Regions from separate parts of the Pan troglodytes genome. Here region 1 is linked to region 2. A link is a contact called in public capture Hi-C data. All regions are on one chromosome and are shown on one strand. Each heading gives the region's core, a stretch centred on a gene start, on an enhancer-like site or on the middle of the called end of the contact. The rest is flanking DNA. Distances are from core to core; before and after follow the strand shown.

Evidence for each region. Capture Hi-C pulls out chosen DNA fragments and counts their contacts.
Region 1: a capture Hi-C map of stem cell-derived neural stem cells shows a contact between it and region 2, with 3 times the contacts expected there. The contact joins two enhancer-like sites. A contact is called at or near these places in 5 of 7 Hi-C or Micro-C datasets (blood, induced pluripotent stem cells, a lymphoblastoid cell line and 1 more), 1 of 1 datasets of contacts at active chromatin or transcription factors (stem cell-derived excitatory neurons) and 1 of 1 other capture datasets (stem cell-derived neural stem cells).

What each region holds. Positions count from the first base shown.
Region 1 is chr11:67,144,919-67,149,999 of NHGRI_mPanTro3-v2.0_pri, reverse strand. All of the region lies in intron 9 of PRUNE2 (prune homolog 2 with BCH domain), which reads left to right. LOC107976683 (a long non-coding RNA gene) reads right to left here. Exons shown (of 9, transcript XR_010148687.1): 8 at 4,931-5,059. Among named protein-coding and RNA genes, the nearest start is that of GCNT1, 180 kb to the right of the region's middle. Within about 2 kb of position 3,574, at least 1 of the 24 cell types and tissues checked has an H3K27ac peak or open chromatin away from gene starts, as enhancers often do. A contact at or near this core is called in stem cell-derived neural stem cells, where this site is marked.
Region 2 is chr11:66,927,570-66,932,893 of NHGRI_mPanTro3-v2.0_pri, reverse strand. It overlaps a transcript of GCNT1 not described here. Among named protein-coding and RNA genes, the nearest start is that of GCNT1, 37 kb to the left of the region's middle. Within about 2 kb of position 3,188, at least 1 of the 24 cell types and tissues checked has an H3K27ac peak or open chromatin away from gene starts, as enhancers often do. A contact at or near this core is called in stem cell-derived neural stem cells, where this site is marked.

The sequences.
Region 1 (5,081 bases), core at 2,325-4,824, 220 kb before region 2:
TTTACATATTTTGAGGCTATGTTGTTAAGAACACATTGGCTCTCAATTATTACATCTTCTGAAGAATTATTCCTTGTATCACTAAATAATAACTTTCTTTAGCCTTAATAATGCCTTTTCTGAAGTCTGTTTTGTTGGGCATTAATACTGTAATGCTGGCCAGGTGCAGTGGCTCATGCCTGTAATCCCAGCACTTTGGGAGGCTGAGGCAGGCAGATCACCTGAGGTCAGGAGTTTGAGACCAGGCTGGCCAACATGGTGAAACCCCATCTCTATTAAAAATACAAAACTTAGCTGGGCATGGTGGCAGGTGCCTGTAATCCTAGCTACTTGGGAGGCTGAGGCAGGAGAATCGCTTAAACCCAGGAGGCAGAGGCTTCAGTGAGCCAAGATTGCACTACTGTACTCCAGCCTGGATGACTGTACCAAAAAATACTAATAATAATGATAAATAATAATAATATTGTAATGCTTTCTTGTGTTTAGTATTTTTGTGTTTTTTAAAAATACCACTTTCTTGTCAACACTTCTGCATTATTATGTTTTAGATGTTTCTTTTTTAAGCAGAATGGCTACTGAGGTCTTGGTGACATTACCTGCTATGACAACCCCAAATCTCAGTGGTTTAACACAACAAAGGTTTAGATATTATTCTTTAATCATTATGGCCTCTTTCATGCTATTCTTTTATTTTATTACTTTTATTGCTAATTTTTCTATTTATTGCATCTCCTGGAAATGCCTCAAAGTATTTTTCCCAAGTGTAGTTTATAGGGTTTTTTTATATGAGCTCATCTTTCAGAGAGTTTTTTCTTGCACCTAATTGGATTTCCAGTGAAACTTGCTTGTAGAAGTAAGCACTACCAAGTGGTTTCACACCTGATTCTTTCTTTTTTTTTTTTTTTTTTTTTTTTTTTTTGATTCAGAGTCTTGCTCTGTTGCCCAGGCTGGAGTTCAGTGACGTAATCTCGGCTCTCTGCAACTTCCGCCTCCCGGGTTCAGGCGATTCTTCTGCCTCAGCCTCCCAAGTAGCTGGGATTACAGGTGTGCACCACCACACCCAGCTAATTTTTGTATTTTTAGTAGAGATGGGGTTTCACCATCTTGGCCAGGCTGGTCTTGAACTCCTGACCTCATGATCCACCTGCCTCGGCCTCCCAAAGTGTTGGGATTACAGGCGTGAGCCACCGTGCCTGGCCCACATCTGATTCTTTTGGAACCCTAGGGTCCTAGGTGTTCAGTGATCCTAGATGAATTTTCATCTTAATTTCTTGATTCATTTCTACATCATTCAGGTAATATAAATTGAGACATGAGCGGCCCACAGCTAGTGTCTCCAGCTCCTACTGGTTGCTTTTTATTTTCTACCCAAAACCTCCAAGGCCAGAGGAGAGAGTTTTTTCCATCCCCTTTTTGTTAAGGGGAAAGTTCCTGAACGTCCAGAGCCCTATATAGAAGTTCAGGTCTAGGCCTTTCTTCCATCACCAGGAGGTCCCTTATGCTGTGAGACCCTGAGTCCTGTGTCCAGTGCAAGAACCCTGTGTGCTAGGTTTTTATCAGCCTTCTAGAATAACTCTTTATTTCTGGCACCTGTGGACTTAATCTTATTTTTTTAAGCTTGGAAATGTATTAGTAACTTTTGGAGTATGCTATTTCATATAGCATTTCTTGTATTTTTAATGATACATGGCTTTACACCTTGTCAGACTTAGCCAACACTTCCTAACATCTCTCTTTTAGCAAAGAGGAAAAACCTCTGAGTGAGATTCCAGGGGTTTCTAACTTAAATTTAATAGTATTATTTTATTTTTATTATATTTAATTTTTTCTATATATGTTATTTATTTTATGTAACTTAAATCACTCACCATTTATTTTACGTGAGTGATTTAAGTTTACATATAATGGTTGAGTATCCCTAGTCTGAAATCTAAAATGCTCCAAAATTCATGTTCTTCAGTGCTGACACAACACTCAGAGGAAATGCTCATTGGAGCATTTCAGATTTCAGATTGTCAGAGTAGGGATTCTCAACTTGTAGTATATAATGCAAATATTCCAAAATCCAAAAAAGTCGGAAGGTTTAAATACTTCTGGTCCCAAGCATTTTGGATAAGGGATACTCAACCTGTACATTAGTGATACAAACATTCCTCTCAAAATAACCTTAATAAAATAAGTCAATCTAAAGAAAATGTTAAGTAAATTGGCAAGTGATAAAAGGCTATGACAAAAACCCTAAAGGTGATATATTAATACTCAATCTTATAGAATATTTAAAAGCATTCAGTGTCTTTTCAAGCTTTTTGTTCCTATATGCTTTGACGCTTTAGCAATCCAGACGTAAAGATATTTACTGTCAATATGAATCTGGGCTAAGAATGTGGAAAATTGGTTACCCAAATCAGGAAATAAATTTTTGAGCATAGCATAAGTCAAATATTCCCTTTGAAACAATAAAGGCCAGCTATATAGTAAGAATGGGCTAGATCGTAATGTGGTAACAAATAACTACAATATCTCAGGGCAAAACACAACAAAAGTTCATTTCTTGTTTACATTTCCAGCAAGCTTTCATCGAGGCCTCTGCTCATCAGAGGCACTCGGGACACAGCCTGGCCGAGCCCCTCCACAGCCACCTATGTGGGAAGAGGATGTGGCTCCTCACACGCTTGCTCCTAAGCCTTCTGCTCAGAAGCGACATCTCTCCCTTCCACTCTTTCTTCATTAGCCAAAGCAAGTCATGTGGCCACCCTAACTTCAAAGGGGACAGGAAAGTGCAATACTACCATGCACTCAAAAGGCAGAGAGCCAGAAATACTTGGTGAAGATCAATATGTCATAATACATTGATCTTCTAACACACATGGTGTTAATGTCACATTACCATCCAGCAAAGAAACCATGAATCAGTTTTAATACATCCTCTAGATGGAGACATGTAGCTGTTTCAGCCATAGTACAGCCTGACTTGTGTTTACAACTCCCTCAACCTCTTGGTTAGCTCCATTCTGTATAAAGAAACTCAAAATTAAGTAGAGGCTACAGATAGATAAAGTAAAATACAGACCTTTACACTGGACTGGTTTGTTACCTAACAGATCTTGAGAGGCTTCAGTTACTGATCATAAAACTGCTGTCCTGCTTAATCAACAACTGCTGTTTGGCCACTTCATTTCTGCAAATGTTTATGGGCTTAATGTCTGAATGTGGTTGAAGTATTTACAAAGAGCGTGACTTGGGTTTCTCTTAGATTTGCTTCTAGGCTATTCTGGCTCAGCTTTCCCTCTGTCCCAGGGGTTTTCTAACATGTCCCTATAGCCTTCTTTTTGGGGGGGAGTGGGACGGAGTTTTGTTCTTTTTGCCCAGGCTGGAGTGCAATGGCACCATCTCAGCTCACCACAACCTCTGCCTCCCAGGTTTAAGCAATTCTCCTGCCTCAGCCTCCCGAGTAGCTGGGATTACAGGCATGCGCCACCACACCCAGCTAATTTTGTATTTTTAGTAGAGATGGGGTTTCTCCATCTTGGTCAGGGTGTTCTTGAACTCCCAATATCAGGTGACCCGCCCGCCTCAGCCTCCCAAAGTGCTGGGATTATAGGCGTGAGCCACTGCACCCGGCCTAGCCTTCTTTAATACCCATGGGTTTGTGTGAATCTCTCTCCTTGGGTCATCCGCTGATCACAGCCTTCAGCATTTTTCTTCCCCCAGTGCATGCTAACACAGGGGGAAGAAATCTGTGCCTTCTTCATAGGGTCTCTGCTTTGTGTTGAAAAGGAGCACTTAGAGGCAAAGGCTCTATTTTCTAACATCACTGAGTTGAGGAGCATTTCTAGGCTCTGTGGAGATTTGTGCAGTAGTAAGATTATCTTTTACCTGGACTAATGCCCAAATTATAGTGACCTTAATTATGATTTGTCCAACCATGACACATACTTTAATTAAACCACTGCTCCTGTACTATGTTTTAAGTGGAGGGTATGTAATACCTTAAACTCAGTGCTTTATGACTTACAGAGTACTTTTATTTGTATTATATTTATTCTCCACAGTCACTGTGATGTTGGGTATTATCCCCTTTTAAAATCACAGAAATGGTCAACTAATCTTCTCAGAGTTAATCAGCTTGTTGATACTGGCAGCAGAACTATAACTCAGAACTAAAACCTCATATCCAGGCAGGACTGCTGCAGCTATTCCATGATGTTGCCCATAATTCACAATTGTTTAAAAAAATCTATTAAACTTAAGCTGATCCTATCTATTTTAAAACCGTCATATTTATTTTGATGCCAAGGCCCACATCCTGTGTGCTCTGTCAGGCAGATAGAAATCTGATGCCTTTATTTTTGTTCAAGGTTGACTCTTAGGCAGATAACTAGAAAAATAATGTACATGTGCCTTTAGAATATTTCAGGCTCAATAATTCAATCCAACACAGTAAGTGGTAGAACTAAGATTTAAATCCAGTGGCTCTTAATAGCAGCATTTTGCTACTTGACAGGTACGAGAAGTTTGATGTCAAGGAGAACACACAAAATGACAAAGATCATTGTAAGGAATTCCAAAAACTGCAGGATCATGGGATACCCAGACATCTGTCCCTCTAGGTCCTAGGACTTTCAAAACTGGGGCCTGGTGCAGATCTTCTCTTTGCATACCTCCCCAATCTTTGTTGCTGAATAACGTGGTTTGATTCCACCTATCATAGTGTATCTCTGTTTGGCACAGGTTATCTTGTTCCTGCTGATACATTATTGTCTGTCTTACATGCCAACCTCTTGCATGCCCCTTTGCTACCAGGGCACAGGTCTAGTTTTAGAGAACACACAGGGTCAAAGCCACAGGAAGAATGTGGACAAAGAAACTCCCTGATGCTGAGCTTTTGAAGGGGTCTCAGGAGTTGGTAGGTAAGTACACAGGCACTTACCTCTATCCAGGGGAGCAGCACTGAGTTCTTGAAGGTAGGGGTCATTGTATTAGCTCCACCATCCCAACTCCACCACGAGAATGAGACGGGTCTGTTTTGTTCCTCTATATCCTCGGCACATAGTAGACACTTAATAGATATTTGTTGAATA
Region 2 (5,324 bases), core at 1,939-4,438:
CCACATCTTTTCATACAGTGATAATGAGAGATACATGTGTCTATATTCCTAGTAAAGCCAACCCTTCCACTGGGGCACCTGATCCTCATTCCAGGTATAACATCCTCTGATGTTATACTTGAGAACATCATCCGAGCAATTCTTTCTTCTGCAACTTCAACTTTTTTTCTCTCCACAGAATCGTTCCTATCAGCATGCAAAAATGTTATTTCTCCTTTTGACAACCCTTTCTTGAACCCCTTCCTCCTTAGCTACTGCCCTAATTCTCTATTTATAGCAGAGCTTTCCTTTTCTGGAAAGGGCCAGATAGTAAATATTTGAAGCATGGTGGGCTATTTATTCTCTCACAACCTCTTACCTGTGTCCCTCTAGTGTGACAGCAGCCACAGACAGCACGTAAATGAACAGGTGTGATCATAGTTTGCTGCAGTTTACTGACTCCTGCTTCATAGAAAACTGACCTTCATTCCCCCTTGCTGTGGTCAGGGAAGAAGGTGCTGTGGTTGTCGCCTGTTCCTTGCCTTCAGCAGGCTAAGAGCTGAGGTCTCCAGAACAACACAGAGGGCCCAAGAGGGCATCAGCCTCCTTGTGAAAACAGAAAAGGGAGTTTCTGGAAGAACCTGATTGTTTTGTGTCAAAAGAATTGCCTGTATCTGGTGTCTCCAAATTATATTAAACCCTCTCTAATCAGGTGCTTAGTCCCGTGCCTCTAGGGAAACTGCCCCTGTCCATTTCAGCTCTGTGGTTCTAAATCCAGCAGACATTTATCCAAACTTGTTTTACCTGTACTCTCAGCAGCATTTCAGACAAATCATCACTCCTTGACCTTGAAACCCTTTTTCCTCACCTGGACTCTTAATCCTCATGGTTTTGTTCTCATCACTCTTTGTCAGCCTTCAGTTTCCTCCTCTTCCCCCAGGCCTCTTAACCCTGCAGAGCTTCATGACCAGGCCTCAGATCTCTTCTTTTTTCTCTACAGCCCTTCTGTATGGCCTCATCCAACCTCATGCTGTTAAGTACATCTAGATTTAACCTCGACATCGCTCTGATTTCTATCTCTAGTCTGGACCTGTCCTCAGAACTCCAGACTCATATTTCCAACTGCTTAGTAAACATCTCCCTTTACAGGTAAAATTGGCATTTCAAACAAACATGTCCAATACGCAGCTCCTTATCTTCTTCTCCCGGAGCCTGCTTCTCCCACTTTTCTCCCGGACTTACTCATTGACAACTCCATCTAGTTGCTCAGGCCAAACACTCCTGGAGTCATCTGTCTTGCCTCTCTTTCTCACAAAGCACACACCCAATTCAACAAATGCTTTTGGCTTTTCTTTCTTTCTTTTCTTTTTCCTTCCTTCCTTCCTTCCTTCCTTCCTTCCTTTCTTTCTTTCTTTCTTTCTTTCTTTCGACAGAGTCTCACTCTGTTGCCCAGGCTGGAGTGCAGTGGTTCACTGAAACCTCTGCCTCCCAGGTTCAAGCGATTCTCCTGCTTCAGCCTCCCAAGTAGCTGGGACTATAGGCATGCACCACCACACCTGGCTAGCTTTTGTATCTTTAGTAGAGACGGATGTTGGGAACAAATCCCCCAAAATCTGGCCATAAACTGGCCCCAAAACTGGCCATAAACAAAATCTCTGCAGCACTGTGACATGTTCATGATGGCCATAACAGCCATGCTGGAAGGTTGTGGGTTTACTGGAATGAGGGCAAGGAACACCTGGTCCACCCAGGGTGGAAAACCGCTTAAAGGCATTCTTAAGCCACAAACAATAGCATGAGCAATCTGTGCCTTAAGGACATGCTCCTGCTGCAGTTAACTAGCCCAACCTATTCCTTTAATTCGGCCCATCACTTCGTTTCCCATAAGGGATACTTTTAGTTAATTTAATATCTATAGAAACAATGCTAATGACTGGCTTGCTGTTAATAAATACGTGGGTAAATCTCTGTTCAGGGCTCTCAGCTCTGAAGGCTGTGAGACCCCTGATATCCAACTTCACACCTTTATATTTCTGTGTGTGTGTCTTTAATTCCTCTAGCACCACTGGGTTAGGGTCTCCCCAACCGAGCTGGTCTTCACAGGCGGGGTTTCACCATGTTGGCCAGGCTCATCTCGAACTCCTGAGCTCAAGTGATCCGCCTACCTTGGCCTCCCAAATTGCTGGGGTTACAGGCATGAGCCATTGAACCTGGCCTCTATTTCAAAATATATCCAGATTAGGATCCCTTTTACCCATCTCCATTGCTACCACCTTGGGCCATGCTACTGCTGTATCTCACCTGACATCTCCTGCTTCCTCTCATGCCCCACATACAGCCTGGGATTACAGGCATGAGCCACTGAGCCTGGCCAGTGTTTGTTTTGTTTTAAATCCATTTTGGCTTTAGTATATTCCCAACATCTGTAAAAGTGCTTGGCTCAAAGTAGGAGGAGCTCAATAATATTTGATGAATAAATAAGAGAATAAATGAATGAATACTTTATCTTCATATGGTACTTTGTAACTTAAGAACCATTTTCACATTTCTCTTACTACTTCTGATAATCGGATAATCAGATAAAACCACTGTGTTAGTTTCTTTCTTTCTTTTTTGAGATGGAGTCTCACTCTGTCGCCCAGGCTGGAGTGCAGTGGCATGATCTTGGCTCACTGCAACCTCTGCCTCACAGGTTCAAGTGGTTCTCCTGCCTCAGCCTCCCAAGTAGCTGGGATTACAGACGCCTACCACCAAGCCCAGCTAATTTTTGTATTTTTAGTAGAGACAGGGTTTTGCCATGTTGGCCAGGCTGGTCTCGAACTCCTGACCTCAAGTGATCCGCCCACCTCAGCCTCCCAAAGTGCTTGGATTACAGGCATGAGCCATGGCGCCTGGTCACAACTGTGTTAGTTTCTTATTGCTGCTGTAACAAACTACCACACACAGCATGGCTATAAGCAACACAAATTTATTTTCTTACCGTTCTGTAGGTCAGAAGTCTGAAGCAGGTCTCACTGGCCTAAAATCGAGGTGTCAGCAGAACCGTGTTTCTTTCTGGGAGCTTTAGAGGAAAATCTATTTCCTTGCCATTTCTAGCTTCTCGAAGCCACTCTCATTCATTGACTGTGGGCCTTCCTCCGGCTTCAAAACCAGCAATGGTCAGTTAAGTCCTTCTCAGATGAAGTCACTGTGACCTCTGCTTCTGCCTTCACATCCCCTGAGCCAGAGCTGGTGAAGAGAGGTGTCTCTGAGTCACACTGTGCGAATTGCCATGGAACAGAGTTAAGCTGTTTTCACGTTGATCCGTATCACAAGTGAGTGTTTTCCCCAGCTCTGAGTCAGTCTTTCTTTTTAAATCCAAAACCATATTATTAAGTTTTTAAAAAATCATGATTGCTTTACTTCTTCAGGTTTCAGGTTTCTCAGACGTAAAACCTTAAAACAGAAATGAATACCTGATGATTGCATTCCAGTTGTCTGCATTACCCATTAAGAGTCTCTGACCTTTTCTGGTCCCAGGAAACCTCAAAGAATAATACTGCATTTTCCACTTCATAGGCCTTAATGGGAGCAGGACTGTGGAAGGTGACACTGCGGCTTCTCCCTCCTTAACAGTTCACCTATGGTCTGTCTGGTATGACTCACACTTTCTTTGTGTCTCAAATTTCCCACATACGAAACAGATACTATGATGAAAATATAGCCCATTTAATTATGTGAAGTGTTTTGAACAAAATTGTTATAATGTGGACTTTTTGTACATCATCTAGTCTGATGGTTCTCACCATTGCTACCCATTGGAATTACTTATGGAACCTTAACAAATCCTGATGCTGGCTGAGAGTGGTGGTGGCTCATGCCTGTAATCCCAGCACTTTGAGAGGCCAAGGCAGGCAGATCACCTGAAGTCAGGAGTTTGAGACCAGCCTGGCCAACATGGTAAAACCCCGTCTCTACTAAAAATAAAAAAATTAGCCGGGCATGATGGTGGGCACCTGTAGTCTCAGCTACTCTGGAGGCTGAGGCAGGAGAATTGCTTGAGGCCGGGAGGCGGAGGTTGCAGTGAGCTGAGATCGCGCCACTGCACTCCAGCCTGGGTGACAGAGCAAGACTTCGTCTCAAACAACAACAAAAATCCTGATGCCTAGGTCCTGCACCAAGGATTCTGATGTGATTGCTATGGAATGTGACCTAGGCATAGGCTTTTTTTTTTTTTTTTTTTCGAGATGGAGTCTCTCTTTGTTGCCCAGGCTGGAGTGCAGTGGTGTGATCTTGGCTCACTGCAATCTCCGCCTCCCGGGTTCAAGCAATTTTTCCTACCTCAGCCTCCTCAGTAGCTGGGATTACAGGCATGCACCACCATGCCCAGCTAATTTTTGTATTTTTAGTAGAGATGGGGTTTCACCATGTTGGTCAGGCTGGTCTTGATCTCCTGACTTTGTGATCCACCCGCCTCAACCTCCCAAAGTGCTGGGATTACAGGCATGAGTCACTGCACCCGGCAGGCATAGGCATTTTTAAAAGCTCCCCAGCTGATTCTAATGTGCAACCAAGTCTGGGACCCGGGAAGACTCCTCTTAGGTAGCTCTAAACAAGCTCTTGTGGATGAGCCACTTTCTGGACCCAGTCCCCAAGTCATCCCCTGTGAGTGCAGCTCATTCTCCCCTCTGGGTTTTGGTCCTAGCAACCATCAGGAAGGAGACAGGACAGGTGGGTGCAGGACCTCAGCCCCACACAGGGCAGGGGGACACACAGGTTGCAACATCATAGTGAAAAGGACCGGAATCTGATGAGGACACACTGGAAACATGGTACCACTGTAACCCAGGTTTCCTCCTCGCCTGTGGAGCAAACATAAATCAGGGAAATGTAGATTGATGTCACCTTCATTCATCACAGCTTTAGTGAAACTTGGCAACTGGGGAATTTTTTGTTCACAAGGCAAACAAAGTCTTCAATTTAATTCCTTTAACTTCCTTGAAGATTATATTAACTAGTAGGTGAGGTTAAGACTTTTGAAAGTCATGTGGGTATTGAACTGAACTGCTCTTAGAAGAAAATTCAGAGAGAAGGTGATGTGGGTCAGGAGCAGGAAGAGATGCTGAGCCAAGAAGAGAGATTTGGGACATGAGATACCTCAAAAGGTTTGTTAGTTTATTCATTTATTATTATTTTTTTAATTTTTGAGACGGAATTTCGCTCTTGCCCAGGCTGGAGTGCAATGGTGGGATCTCGGCTCACTGCAACCTCCGCCTCCCAGGTTCAAGCAATTCTCCTGCCTCAGCCTCCCAAGTAACTGGGATTACAGGTGCCCGCCACCAAGCCCAGCTAATTTTTTGTATTTT